5 separate regions of the Mus musculus genome follow, and all the other regions are linked to region 4. A link is a contact called in public promoter capture Hi-C data. All regions are on one chromosome and are shown on one strand. The core of a region is the stretch at or near the end of the contact, and the rest is flanking DNA. Distances in the headings are between cores, read along the strand shown. Region 1 holds the start of Lbh (limb-bud and heart). Region 2 holds the start of Ypel5 (yippee like 5). Region 3 holds the start of Fez2 (fasciculation and elongation protein zeta 2 (zygin II)). Region 4 holds the start of Fam98a (family with sequence similarity 98, member A). Region 5 holds the start of Crim1 (cysteine rich transmembrane BMP regulator 1 (chordin like)).

Region 1 (2,700 bases), core at 11-2,510, 2.6 Mb before region 4:
CAGTTATTGCAAAGTTGCTCTTAGAAAGAGTAGATGCTGAAAATTATGAGGTCCTCTTTCTCAACATCCGCGTGGCCCCTGCTACTGAAAACTCGTCTCTTGATGCCAGCAGCTTTTTGCTGGATATAACCAGTACGCTTTTCTTTCAGGGTGCAGACTTATTTTAAATCACATTTAATTGTGTTTAGTTTTCGACCACGGCTCTCCCTTTCCCCAGTCCCTTTATGCACATAGGTCAAGGTTAGGAAGCTGTTTTACAAGAGTAATTGAAACAGAGGCCACAGCGGGGCAGCGCTGGGTACTGAGTCAGACTCCGTTCTTCCTGGCTGTAGGGGCTGCACAGCAGTTTAGTCTCCAAGATAGACACCGGAACTGCAATTCCTGGGCTATGAAGGAGTCAGTCTCTCAACTCTGTGTTTTCTATCAGATGGGCTCTGGGAGCTAAGGCTAGCCGGGTGTACTTGTATTCCGCTCGTTCTCCTCACCCTCTACTCCCAATGCAAACCGTATATGCTACTCTGTGTGTGTGTGTGTGTGTGTGTGTGTGCACACGCAAGCGCGCTCGCGCAACGGAAAAACCCTAGTAAGACACCACATCCTTTCTCCCACAAACAGAACCCTCCATGGACTCCAGGACCGCAGACTTTTAGAAAGCCAACAATGCCCCCTCCGGCATGGGTGCCTCCAGCCCCGCAGCTGTGCAGCCTTCTTTCCCATCTTTTCCTTTTTCCCCCGGCCCCGCCACGATCGGGATGCCACAGGCGATAATGTCCAAGAGAGGCCTACTTTGCATGGATGACCAGTGAAGGGTCCTGAGATGTGGAAGTCACAGAGAACCCGACAGCGGGCGCTCGGATGGAAGAATGGCGCCCTCCCCCGGCGATCTGTCTCTTCCCGCGTGGGCCCCCATTCCTTCCTCACGCCCACCCATCCCCGTAGCCCTTAGAGTCCCTGTGTTCAGAGAGGGGGCTGCGGACGCTGCGGATTTATGGTCAGGAAGCTGCGTTGACATTGAACTCCAGCTCGGGAACACGCGTGTGTGTCAACGGTGGGGAGGGGGGCGGGCTCGTAGCTGCTGGGAGCCAGCTCAGGCAGGGTGCAGAGCCCGGCTGGTCCCCGCCGCCGCCCGCGGGAGCTATGAGCGCTGAAGCCATTCATGATTTTGGTGACGTTATTCTAAGAGTGGGCGAGGAGAGGCGGGGCCGCTCGCCGACAAGCCCCGCCCCTCCCTTATAAATGCTGCTTCCCGGGCTCTTTGTGGGACCCGGAGATCGGTGGAGAGCGGAGAGCTTGGTCTGCACTGCCTACGCCGTTGGCAGCGAGGCTGTCTCCGGAAGGCGGACCGGCGCTAGCCCAGTACCCGCTCTCGGCTGCCCGCTGCTCTCCTCTGCGCCCCTGCCAATCTCATTCAGGACTCAGTGACTGGTTTTTTTTTGTTTGTTTGTTTGTTTTGTTTTGTTTTGTTTTTCTTAATCACAAGGGCGTGGGTCAGCCTCCCCTAGGACTTCATGTCTGTATATTTCCCCATTCACTGGTGAGTATCCTGCGCCTTTGGCGGCCGCCAGTTTAACCCGGGTGGCTGCGCAGCCCGGCAGCCTCCTAGTGCCGGCTCCGGGTACGAGGCCGGAGAGTGGCACGGACACCCAGTGCGGGTTAACCCGCCAGCCTCAGCCCCTGCAGGAGTCGACGTCAAGGTTGCAAAGCTGGAGGTTGGGGGAGGCGGTGCTGAGAGCATCCAGACAAAGGAAGTGAACTCGGAACCTTCACTTAAGTGGCGGCCAGAGGGCGTGGATATGGTGGCGTTGGGTGGGGAGAACCTGGGGTCCCACCTGAAGCCCCCTAAGGAAACCCTGTCCGCTGAGGGCCACAGGAGATGAGTCCTGCTTGGTGCAGGGGGCTCCGGTTTCCCGGGCCCCTCCCCTTCTCCTTTTTGTTTGCACGCAAGTCTCGGCGTCGAGGATGGCTGCAGAGGGGCCGAGCTGGTGCAGCCGCTGGGTTTGCAGAGCTTCTGGGGGAGGGAGGATGCTGGGGAGACGCTCTCCGCACAAACAAGCCACAAGCATCAGGGTGCAAACTACACCCTCACAACCCCTGCCCTCTCCGTTGTCCCTTAAATCCAACGCGCCTTTGTGGAGGGCCGGGGCTAGGAAGGAGCAAGCTCTCCCAGTGCCAGATTGGAAGAAGCCGGCCACTGCTGAGTCGGGGGCTGCAGAGATTTGCCTGCAGCCGGGGAAGATCGGGTGTGGAGGATCAGAGCCGAGAAGGATGGGGGACAGGCCCCTAGCTGCTGGGACGTGCGCGCCAGCTGCTTCTTCCTTCCTGCTGTGGTGTAGAGGAGGGGCGCTACAGGGAGGCGAGCACCCGTGGTCCTGGAGCGCGCTCGCAGGTGCCAGCCTTGGAGAGCCAGACCCGGGTCCAATGCAAGGTCTGAACCCGGGGAGAGCGGCGCTATTCTGCTTAGCCCAGGAACTCTGAAAGTTCGTGTTTCTCAGTTTAACTTTTTGGGCCCGCGCCACAGTTCCAAAAAGGAACAGACGCCGCTACAGGAGACGACGACCCTGGTCTTAACCCTGTAATGCTATTGACTCTCTTCTTTCAGGGATTGGAGGCAGCTTTTCCAGACTAGGGAGGAAATTGTTAAAGTCTAGCTTCTAACCCTAAACTTGCCCCCATGACAGTCACCCTTTCTTAGTCTCTCCT
Region 2 (2,700 bases), core at 191-2,690, 2.7 Mb before region 4:
TTTAACAGTCTTGTATTAAATAAAAATAAAGGGATTATAAGAATCTCCCAATATACCCCAAAATGCTTTTTTTCCTCCAGCAAAATTCTCTTTAATCTAAACATAGTCTTTTATCTTTGATGGTCAGAGTAGCTTTTTGTTTTGTTTTGTTTTCTCGAGACACTATGTAGCTTTGGTTGTCCTGAAACTCACTCTAGACTAAAGGCATGTTCTACAAAACCAGGCCACAGTAACTCTTTATTTTATAAATGAATGAAAAGTACTGAAGGATTTAGGGTTAAGTATCAGGGTTTTGTCAGAACACATATTCTATGCTACAAATTTCAAGTGCTAGTATATATATATGTGTATAATTTATATATTTTATGTTTATTTAATACATGAAATATTTTGAGGTATTTCTGTCATCTTTATGGACAGCCAACAGAGATTTAATTACCTGGGAAAGCCAACGGAATGGCAAAAATTTTCCAACTTATCTTAAACATGGTGAGGGAGGGCTAAGGGGACAGCTGTCTTTTTCAACAAGACAGTTGATCTCCACATAAAAGACTTAAGTTTTTGAGAATTACTTCAACGGTCAAGAGAAAACTTGGGCCGGGCGTGGTGGCACACGCCTTTAAGCCCAGCACTTGGGAGGCAGAGGCAGGCGAATTTCTGAGTTCGAGGCCAGCCTGGTCTACAGAGTGAGTTCCAGGCTGTCCAGAAACCCTGTTTCGAAAAACAAAGAGATAGAGACAGAAACAGAGAGAGGGAAGAGAAGAGAAAACTTGGAAAGTTTGTAAATAGAACCAAGCACGCTGAAAAAAACCTTGTTTACAATGAATTCCTATATACCGAGACACAAAGAGTTCGGGATTTGTTTAAGGCAATTCGTGTAAGCCAAGAGAAAGTGGCCTGATGGGATGGTAAAACGGGCATTTCAACCTAGGTAGCCCTTTAACCTCAATACCAGCGTTGACTAGAAAACAGCCTCTTGTTTTCGCTTCTTCTAGGCTTCCTTGGCTATCAGGAAGCTATGGCCTCAGCCGCCAGCAGGTGACGCCGATGACGGGCAATGAGTCCCAGCTGCCGCAATTACCAAGGCTGAGGCGTCTCCTTTAAGAAGCTGACTCACGTGGATGCTGTGTTGTGTGCGCTCAGCTGGGAGTGGGGGGCGGGTCCTCACTCTCACTACATTGGCCGCCTCGGCCGAGGAGGCAGACTTAGCCTCCTTGATTGGCCGTAAGGATGCAAGGTGTCGAATTAGAGGCGGGGCGAGCGGCGAGGAGTCCGCCCATCCGCTGCGGCTTCGGGGTGGGGTGGGCGGCGGAGTGTAAGCGGGCAAGGGTGGGGGGAGGGCGAGCCCGAGAAGGGGCGGGGCCCGGCGGAAGGGGCAGAGTGCCAGGGAGAGGGGCGGAGCCTAGAAATGAAGGGCGCTGCGGGCCAACCGGGAGAGCCGCCTGAAGGGAGGGCGGGGCCACGCCCGGTGATTGACGCCGAGGCCCGACCGAGGAGAGGCGGGGCCAAGGCCTGACTAAACCTGAAGACTTGGGAGGCCGAGGTGGGCTTCGACCCAGCTGAGGAGCGAAGAGCTGCTGGCAGCGCCGATTCCCAGCACGCCGGTGAGTACGGCGGTGGGCGCCGGGATCGGAGTCGGCTGGGGCTCGAAGCCCTTGGGCCGGCGGCTTCGAAGCCTTCGGGGAGCGGCCCGGGGCGGGGGCCCAGGCAGGAAGTGCCTCTTCCCCTTCTCCACTCGTCCAGGGTCCTGGCCGGGCCACCAGGGCAATTCTCAGGACTGTGGGGCCGTGGGGCCGCGGGGCCGGGCCGGGCGGTCCTTCTTTGTGAGGCTGTGGCGCGGCGGCCGCCGCCGACCCGCCCCCGCCGCGCAGCGGAGCGCTCCGCGAGCCCACAACAGCCGCGACCCCCTTAGCGACCCGCGGCCCCCGCCCGCCCGCCGCCCTCGGCGCCTGTCGCCTGGGCCGCCGGTCCGCAGACAGCTCTCTCCGTGACACCCCCACTTCCTAGGCCGCCCCGCCCCCACAGCCGCCGTCCCCGCCGCAGCGTCGGGGGCGCGCCCGGGCTCCGATTCGGGGCCGGCCCGCGGGCCCGCGCTCCAGGGCCGCGCTCGCACCCCGCCCGCCCCGCCGCTCCGGAGGCTCGACTCGTGCTCGGGTGTCTGGGCTGTGGGCCGTGCCCGCCTCGTCGGTGCTAGCCCCTATCACGCTGCCCTCTGGACCCTGGGCGTGGGGAACACTGCCCGGTAGCCTGCGGGTGCCGAGCGCCCGGTCGCCCGCGCCTGCCCAGCTGTTCCGCCTGTGTTTGTTGTGCCGAGGAGGCCCCGCCGCCGCCGCCGCGCGCTCCGCCTTGCGCCGGGCGATTGGCTGGAGGGAGTCACGTGGGCGCGATCAGCTGGGCCGGCTGCGGGCGGTCGGCTTGGCGCAGACCCCGGTGCTGCTCGGGGAGCGGACCGGGAGGCTCTTTCCTGCTGGCTGCGGTGGGCACGCTCCTGCACACCCCGTTACTCCACGCTGCTGTGCAGGTTGGTAGGAAGCCTGAGTGTTGCCAGCGGGAGTGGGAAGCCGCAGTAGTACCCAGGTCTGTTTCATCCGGACGCCAGACTGATCTCCTTTTGGAGTGACAGGAAGGAAAGGTGTGCGACTCATTTATTTTTTATTTTTAAACTTTTTGTTTCTGTTTCCAGAGCCCTCTTGGAAATCT
Region 3 (2,700 bases), core at 103-2,602, 2.9 Mb after region 4:
CGTCCACAATCACACAAGTACTCACACAAAATTATTAAGATGTAATAAAAAATGCTGTTGTTTCAATTCTCCTCACTAACATGTAGTGTCTCCGGCCACCATTGTGTTCCCAATGTTCTGGAAACGGGTCCTACCCATCACCTTCCAAGAGGGCCAGTACTCTTAGGGTCTCCACTCACCCTGCAAACAAAACACTCGAGCTCACTGGCTCGCACCATTCTTTTGGCTAGATTTTCACGAAAAGATGCGGTACATAATTACAACTCTCGTGTAAACAAACAATAATTGGGTTTAAAAGTGTCTGAATAAAGCGCTTTCATCAACCCCTGTGAATGTCATCACACTGAAGCTAATCACAGAGAAAACGGGAGCCATTGCTGCTGTGCACTGGTCTTCTGGATACACTATTAGATATCATTAGTAAGGGCTACCATTTACTTTTTGCCTCTGTGACAGTTTGTTCTTGTGGGCCCAAGAGACTTCTATAACTTCAATGGTAACTCACACCTCTGCACTCTGCCTAACTCCCAGATCTCCATCAAGGATTCAGTTAGCGGCTATAAAGTCTTCATTCGGACATCCCCTTTGAAATCTCCCGTATCCGGTACAAATACCTATCAAAGTACTCATTACACTCGGAAAACATGTGCTTAACCAACCTATGTCCCATCCCACTTTGTGTCCTACTTGAGAGGAGCAATGCCCACTTCGGCATCCCCAGTGCCAGGCCCCATGACAGGGGCTTTAAGAAAAGCGAGTTGAATGAATGAACTGAGCCACACGTGCCCCAGGAGGCAGGGTCTCCACAAGGAAGCACACAGGGGTCTGCAGGAGGGTTCAAGGGGAAGGAAGGCAGGGCAACAGCGGGCATTTAAACTCCAGGGCCAGGCCGGCAGCCCCGGGGCGGGGCTCAGAGCGACCGAGGAAGAAGGAGGGCGCGGGGCGGGGCCTGTGGGGACTCCCGGCTGCGGCGGGGGCAGGGCGAGGTTGGGGCCGCTCCCGCCCGCCCGCCCGCTCCGGGGCCCGCACTCACTCGTCCCCTTGCAGGAGGCTGCACTCCGTGATGGGCCGCACGGCCGCCCGTGGGGGCTCGGCCTCCGACGTGGGGCGGAAGCACAGGCTCAGCTTCTCCTCCAGGCTGGAAGCCAGCGCCGGGAAGCTGTCGCCGCCCGCGTGTGCCCCCGCGCCAGCCTCCGGGCTCGCGTTACAGTTCTCCTGTTCCTGGACACTCCCGGCCGGCTCCTGGAACTCATAGAAATCCTGCCAGTCCCCGTCAGCCGCCATCGCGCCCGCTGCCGGCGCCCCGCCCCGGTCAGACAGCCACGCCCTGTCGCTTCCAGGCCACGCCCCAACGGTGCCCGCCCACTTGAGGCCACGCCCCTTGTCCTCCAGCTCTTGGTTGAGCGGAGACCCAAGCTGACTTTAAAGTCTTCCCTTCCTGAGTCTTCTGGAAGACCTTAACCGAGTTGAGTCACTTCCGATGTTCTTGAGCATTTAGAAACAACTTCCCTCAGTGTCCCTGTCTAAAAGTGGCTAAAAGGAAGACTTCTTTAAACCTACTTACTGTCAGATTTTTGCCCCATAGGAACATTTCTAACACTCCATCTAGATTGACAAGATTTACTGGGAAATGTTTGCTTGGTACCAAAATCCATTCCACAAATACATCTCTCCCATGTGCAAAACGCATGCTTGCTAATAATTATGTGAGTGAATATGCTCAAAGTACTTAGAAAATGCCTCAACAATAAATACTCACCTGCTTGCTATGCATGGTCACTTCTTCATTACTGTAGCCCGACCTTTAAAATTTAATGAAAATTAAATCTTGTAAAAGCATGGCTGAGGTATGGAAAGCTTTCTTTTCATAGACCTAGCTTCTTATTTGTTTGTTTATTTGCAAAATAAAATTATCCATGAAGGTAAAGAGCAGTGATTGTTGTATGCCATATACACTGTACCCTGAAGATGGCTAGGATTATAGTTTTATCACATGCATTTAACTACAACAAAAATCAAGGAAAGTAGGCAGATGCAGTAAATGCCCAATAATAGACAGAATCATTATTCCTTCAAATGTGTCATTCAGGTGGGTGAAACATCTTTCAATAATATATTATAAAATGTTATAAAACAGAGGAGCAATGCAGCTGGGGAAGAGGGGGAAGGGGGTAACTGGGAGGAGTTGAGGGAGGGGGAACTGCAGTCAAAGGGATTGTATGAGAGAAAAGTACATTTTAAAAGGGAATATATATGTATATATATATATATATACATATATAGTGTCTACTCAGGAATTGTATAAAAATTTATTGGGCAACTCAATCCAGTGAGCTCGTTTTATATATAATTAAATACAAAATGCCCAATGAATTTCCTTGCAAACAATACCTGCCCCTCCTTGGGTAAAAGGAAGTGTTAAGTGGTAGAATGTAAGAAGACATTCAACAGGAGACCCATTTCTGCCATGTTGTGGTACCATGCTCTTCCACCCAGCCTTTCTCTAGACTCTTTGACTCAGCCTTTCTTAGAAACTACCCAGTTTCAAGTTTCTGTTCCCTCGCCCCTTCACTCAGTATGTCCTGTCAGCACTTCTTCTCCTTCCTGACAGGCTGCTCCCTTCAGCTAACTTCTAGCTTGAACCAAAGCACCAGCTTCGGGTTTACACAGTCCATCACCAGGGGCCCCCTGAGGAGGAAG
Region 4 (2,700 bases), core at 34-2,533:
TGGCTACCTCAAAGGTGTCCTTCCCTAAAGAAAGGTGTCCCTTAAGAATTTCCATGGCATGGAAAAGCCTAAAGTTAAGCTTTGATTAAGGATTATAGTTAAAAATACAACAATCGGCAGGGCATGGGGGCTCACTCCTTTAATCATAGCTCTCAGGTGCCAGAGGCAGGAGGACCTCGGTGCGTCATTTCTTCTACGCTGATTTTATCCTGAAATAGTTATTCGCAGGCAAATACTTAATCATGCAGGGCTTTTTTTTTTTTTTTTTTTTTTTTTTTTTTTTTTTTTTTTTGCCTAAGAGCCTCTAGGTTCTCAAGTTTAAGCACCTTGATCTGGGTGACCAAACAAGATAAATAAGCCTTATTTCCAAATTCCTAAACACTGAAGACTATGACTGAGAGTCAAGATGCAAATATGCTGATTCTTGGTGGGTGAGGATGACCCTGGAATGCTGGAGTTCAGCGAGGCTGTGCTGGAGGTCTGAAGTCACTGACTGTCATTTCCAAAGCAGGTGGTTGAAAGGTTAGGTGCACAGCTGAGCGGGCTTGAGAGCAGCCGGCTGCATCGCCCAGACGTGCGCTTTGGGAAGCCTAGGTGCATGCAGAGATGACTGAGCAAAGATGATTTTTTTTTTTTTTTGAGAGAGAGAGAGACAGAGAAGTAGGGTGGGGGGTAGAAGCTCAAGAAAGAAGTAGGGAATCTTGGGGCCAAGTAGGAAAGCAGATACAACTTTGGCAAACCATAAAGTGGGGGTAGGGTGGGAGGACGGGAGGCAAGAAGAGAAAGCTTGGGGAGTGGGGGGGTGGTGAGAACCGGAGCCCAGACAATGACACGCATGACTGAGACACGCTGCGGGTAGCTGGGCTGTAGGGGAGCACCGGGGAGGACGAGGGCCGTCGGAGCCCAGTGGGCAGGGTAGGTGTGGACGTGGCACCGGGGGTCCCTGGGCCAGCAGCGGGAAGCTCCGGCGGGAGTCGGGTGCGGAGTGGCAAGGCAGGTGGCTCCGACCGGGCGCCCGAGGAGTTGCCGGGGCTCTAGCAGAGTGGACTTTCAGAAACTCATGCCCCCGCCGTCTTACCCTAGATCTTCCAACGACTCCAAGATGTCAGTCTCCATGAGGTCACACTCCATGCTACTGTGGTATTCAAATTTCCGAGTCGTCAGGCTGCCCTCTCGCCGGCAACGCGTACCCTAGCGCATGCGCTCCTTCCCCGGAACTTCCAAGTCGACAGCTGGCGCCTCAGTCCCCGTATTGCGCATGCCCCGAGCGTGCGCAAGCAGTTTGGTTCCGCCCACTGCCCCCACCTCACCGGCCGAGGAAAAAAAAATGGCCGGGTGTGCGCGTGCCCAGTATGGGGTAGTGAAGCTAGCTGCCCTAAGAAGGGCAGGAAGGCAGGTGGCGTGGCACCGAGGCTGGGAGACTCAGAGACTCAGCCAGGGGGCGCGGAGCTCTTGGAATGCGCATGTGCACAGCTTGGGGCGAGGCAGGCGCGGGAGGAGCAGAAGCAGGATCCAGCCTGGGATTGTAGAGTGACAGCTGTGGTATTGAAGATGCGTGTCCTCCTTTCACCTGCGAGTCACCACAGAAGGGCAAATTTGTGCGTTCCCAGCCACAGCCCAGGGCGGGGTTAGACGGGTCAAAAACAATGAAAGCCAGGAAAATGCCATTTGATTTTTCTTCAGTGTAGCCTCTGGAGTCCACGGTTAGAGAAGTGGCTTTCCTCAGTATGGATGCTTCAGAAAGTTTCTCCAGGGAAAGTTTTTTTTTTTTTTTTTGTCCCTGTCCTCTTGAGTCTGCCCCAGACACCACGCATTTTGTTTTAACGGGAAAGGGCATAACTCCATATCGAATACAATAGGGTATATTTGATTACATGCAGTTTAGACAATGGATCAACTTTTTGTCTCCGTTGACTTTTTTTTTTTTTTTTTTAATACAGGGTTTTATAGAGCCATGGATGGCCTGGAACTCACTATGCAGACCAGGCTGGCTGTGAACTCACAGAGCTCCACCTACCTTTGCCTTCCCAGTGCTGAGATTAAAGGCATCTGCTACCATGCTCAGTGTTGTCATTACTTTTGGCCACCCATGCTTGGGTGTAGCTTTCTATTATGAAAGAACTGTTGAATAAGGAGGAAATCGTTTTCAAAGAGATGATGTAGTTAGAAAATCATATTTATCTATGAATTGCCATGTTGTTATATTGTGTAGTCATTTGGTTTTAAACTTATTCTTACGTTTTATTTTGTAGTTTCCACTTTCATGTCTAATGGATAAGCATTCTCTGTCAGTAGTAATTCATGGTTTAGTTATTTATTTTGTGTAACATGGGTTGGGAGAAGGTTATGCACTAACTGTTCTAGTGACTATCCTCTTGACCCATGAGCGACCTGGCTTCTCCAAGAAAGCTCCCCTAAAGTTAAATATTCTTCAAGGTGTATTCATTGATTCTAATTTCCTGATTGGGAAAAGTTGCAAATCCAGAGCCAAGGTTCTGTCAGACTGTCATTAGTCCCCTTAAGAGCCCACCCTGGCCCATCCTGTGTGACCTAACCTCATTTTGGCTATCAGGTAAAACTTTTGGGATGTGTAAACATCCAAATTAGCTTCTGCCTACTCAAAGCCACAAGTGTCATCAGATAACAGCTAAGTTCTCTCCACATCACTGTAAACTTCTCACCTGCTGTCCCCACCAATAT
Region 5 (2,700 bases), core at 189-2,688, 2.6 Mb after region 4:
TGATGATGACTACCACAGATAAACCATAATATTCTGCAGAAATATGAATCTGTCCCACAAACAAAATTCCAAAGGCATCTTTGTGTCCTTTCTCCTTGTACTGGTGCCATTAACTTTTGGCTCATTAGTCATGATGCTCCTGATCTAACTAGCTGCCACCTATCTGCAGCAAGACCATGCACAGGCAGCCAAGCCCACTTCACACCTGCTCCAACACCAGGCGGGTTTTACATAATGATTCAAATCACTCCCCCCTCCCTCCTTGGGCTGTTTTATTTATACTCCTGTAAGGGGGCACGGAGAAAACATCGACGGGGCCACTGGTTCTCTCCTGATGAGGGATCAGAGCTATCACTGGGAGAATCTCTGAAATCATTGAGGAGAAATCCTCCACATGTGCACAGCTCCTCTCCAGTTGTTTCATGTCTCGCCACAAAGAATATATTACCACCCATCTTCTTTATTAATACATTCGTGATAAATCTTTTAGGAAAGAAAAATGGGAGGAAGAAAAGGGAAACACGCCTCTTTAGCTCGCGAGCCTGAAAAAACAAAACAAAACGGCACAGTCAGGTGGCATGTAAGGATGCCTAGGCTCTTCCAGCCTAGCGTCATGTCAAGACTTGTAATCTAGTGTTGAGCCTTACTCCAGAGAGGATTAAGCTCTGTTACTTTCCAGTCACCCCTCCCATGATACAGCACCTCCACACAGACATACAGAAGGTGGATCATTAAAATTCAAGCTGCAGCCCTCCCCAACATTGTCCCAGCTCAGAATATTTACCTAGACCATTTAAAGCATTCAACCCCACCAGCAGTTTCCCTGGAGATGTCTCCAGGTTTCCAAGACTCCATTACATAATATCTTTTACAAAGTCTATTCCCAGCTCGAGTGGAAGATGGATTCTCGTCCAGTTTGCGGAAATTCCACGCGTTCGCTTCCCTTTCCTGGGGTTCGATCCGGCCAGTGCCCAGCCTAGGCTGCAGCAACAGCTCCGGCTAGGATCCCCGCCACTCTCTGAACTCAAAACTACCACCCGGAGGTGCAGCCGTCCCGCCCCCGGTGCTCCAAAGCTAGCCCTCGTGGCCCGGTGCCGGCGGGGGCTCGCGTCGCTACGACTGTCTCAGATCCCCGGCCGCAGCGCGCTCGCGGGGCCGGGCCCCGAGCCCGGATGATCGGCAGCAGGGCCGACTCGGTGCCGGGCTGCGGAGGAAGGAGAGGGGGAGGAGGAGGAGGCGTGGAGGGAGGAAGGGCCGGGGCAGCCCCGGAGGGAGGCGAGGGGGAGGGGAGGGGGCCGGCCGGCCCGAGGGTGGGGGGGCAGCCAATGAGCAGCGCGCGGCGCGGGGAGGGCGGGGGGGGGAATGAGGTAGGATGGGGGAGGGCGCAGCCGGAGCGGCGGAGGCTCCAGCCATAAACAAGCGCCCGGAGGAGCGGCGCGGGAGAGAGCCGAGCCGGGCACAAGGAACGGACGCCACGGACCTTCTGCTGAGCCACCGCGCCCACTCGGCGGCTCGGGAGGCGGGGACCGGCCCGGAGGCTGCGCTGCCGTCGTCTTTCCCCGGCAATCAGGAGCAGCGCGGAGGACCAGAAGGAGCCACCAGCCCTTCTTCGGAGCGGTGCGCAGCCACCGCCGCCGCCAGAAGTTTGGGTTGAACCGGAGCTGCCGAGAGGAAACTTTTTTTCCTCTTTTCCCCCTCCCGCCCGGGAGGAGAAGGAGGAGGAGGGGAAGCCACCCGCCACCGCTGCCGCTGGCGCCAACGCTCGTGGGCTCCGGGTCGGCGCGGCCCGCAGGGGCGGCGGGGGCCTCGCCCCGCGAGGGGAGGAGCGCCCCGGGGGCCCCTAGTGGGGCACGAGGACCGCGGGCTGCGGGTGCGGCGGCGGCGCGTGTGCCCCGCGCAGGGGAGGGCGCCCGCCCCGCTCCCGGCCCGACTGCGAGGAGGAGGCGGCGGCGCAGGAGGATGTACTTGGTGGCGGGGGGCAGGGGGCTGGCCGGCTGCGGGCACCTCTCGGTCTCGCTGCTGGGGCTGCTGCTGCTGCTGGCGCGCTCAGGCACCCGGGCGCTGGTCTGCCTGCCCTGTGACGAGTCCAAGTGCGAGGAGCCTCGGAGCTGCCCAGGAAGCATCGTGCAGGGCGTCTGCGGCTGCTGCTACATGTGCGCCCGCCAGAGGAACGAGAGCTGCGGTGGAGCCTATGGGCTCCATGGAGCCTGCGACCGGGGGCTGCGCTGTGTCATCCGCCCCCCGCTCAATGGCGACTCCATCACCGAGTACGAAGTGGGCGTCTGCGAAGGTACGGCTGCCCTGCTGCGCGCCCCCTCCCACCTGGCGGGCGCGGAACAAAGTTTGCTTGAGACTTTTCCCAGAGGAGAGAGGGTTCCCGGGGAGGAGGGACGGTCGCTGTCCCCTGGAGGGTGCCCTAGATGCCTGCCCAGGGGCGGGCGAGGTTGGGTTGCGTGGGTGAGCTCCGAACACGCATAGACACACACAGGTGCGGTGATTAGGGCTTACACTGGGTGGCCTTTCTCGCCCCAGGCAGGGGTGCCCTGTGCGGGGGCACACTGCGGAGTCTGGCACGCACAAGTCCCTCGGGGAGTCCGCCCCTGCTGCCCTGCCCGCATAGCGCAGTGTGGCACCGAGGGCGTACGCAGTCCGCGCAGCCGGCTTCTGATAGCGGAGTAGACCTGTGCTCCAGCCTGCACT

Evidence for each region. Promoter capture Hi-C pulls out the DNA fragments that hold promoters and counts their contacts.
Region 1: a promoter capture Hi-C map of liver shows a contact between it and region 4, with 5 times the contacts expected there. The contact joins the promoter of Lbh here to the promoter of Fam98a in region 4. A contact is called at or near these places in 2 of 39 promoter capture datasets (liver and pre-B cells).
Region 2: a promoter capture Hi-C map of liver shows a contact between it and region 4, with 8 times the contacts expected there. The contact joins the promoter of Ypel5 here to the promoter of Fam98a in region 4. A contact is called at or near these places in 3 of 39 promoter capture datasets (liver and pre-B cells), 1 of 484 Hi-C or Micro-C datasets (uterus) and 2 of 9 other capture datasets (adipose tissue and liver).
Region 3: a promoter capture Hi-C map of pre-B cells shows a contact between it and region 4, with 12 times the contacts expected there. The contact joins the promoter of Fez2 here to the promoter of Fam98a in region 4. A contact is called at or near these places in 12 of 39 promoter capture datasets (the 3T3-L1 cell line, 3T3-L1-derived adipocytes, the C10 cell line and 8 more), 2 of 484 Hi-C or Micro-C datasets (CD4 T cells and regulatory T cells), 5 of 115 datasets of contacts at active chromatin or transcription factors (astrocytes, cardiomyocytes, embryonic forebrain and 2 more) and 2 of 9 other capture datasets (adipose tissue and embryonic stem cells).
Region 5: a promoter capture Hi-C map of hippocampal neurons shows a contact between it and region 4, with 22 times the contacts expected there. The contact joins the promoter of Crim1 here to the promoter of Fam98a in region 4. A contact is called at or near these places in 7 of 39 promoter capture datasets (the 3T3-L1 cell line, cranial neural crest, embryonic stem cells and 4 more), 2 of 484 Hi-C or Micro-C datasets (muscle stem cells and rod photoreceptor), 6 of 115 datasets of contacts at active chromatin or transcription factors (astrocytes, differentiating embryonic stem cells, embryonic stem cells and 3 more) and 2 of 9 other capture datasets (adipose tissue and liver).

What each region holds. Positions count from the first base shown.
Region 1 is chr17:72,917,045-72,919,744 of GRCm38.p6, forward strand. Lbh (limb-bud and heart) reads left to right here and starts at 1,261. Exons shown (of 3, transcript NM_029999.4): 1 at 1,261-1,534. The coding sequence starts at 1,509. It overlaps Gm30375 (predicted gene, 30375), which reads right to left and starts at 1,111. Exons shown (of 2, transcript NR_168598.1): 1 at 1-1,111.
Region 2 is chr17:72,835,188-72,837,887 of GRCm38.p6, forward strand. Ypel5 (yippee like 5) reads left to right here and starts at 1,441. Exons shown (of 3, transcript NM_027166.6): 1 at 1,441-1,604.
Region 3 is chr17:78,416,800-78,419,499 of GRCm38.p6, forward strand. It overlaps Fez2 (fasciculation and elongation protein zeta 2 (zygin II)), which reads right to left and starts at 1,353. Exons shown (of 8, transcript NM_199448.3): 1 at 1,034-1,353. The coding sequence starts at 1,284.
Region 4 is chr17:75,550,663-75,553,362 of GRCm38.p6, forward strand. It overlaps Fam98a (family with sequence similarity 98, member A), which reads right to left and starts at 1,284. Exons shown (of 8, transcript NM_133747.2): 1 at 1,079-1,284. The coding sequence starts at 1,131.
Region 5 is chr17:78,198,810-78,201,509 of GRCm38.p6, forward strand. It overlaps Crim1 (cysteine rich transmembrane BMP regulator 1 (chordin like)), which reads left to right and starts at 1,439. Exons shown (of 17, transcript NM_015800.3): 1 at 1,439-2,290. The coding sequence starts at 1,960. Gm32282 (predicted gene, 32282) reads right to left here and starts at 1,216. Exons shown (of 2, transcript NR_168063.1): 1 at 785-1,216; 2 at 441-542.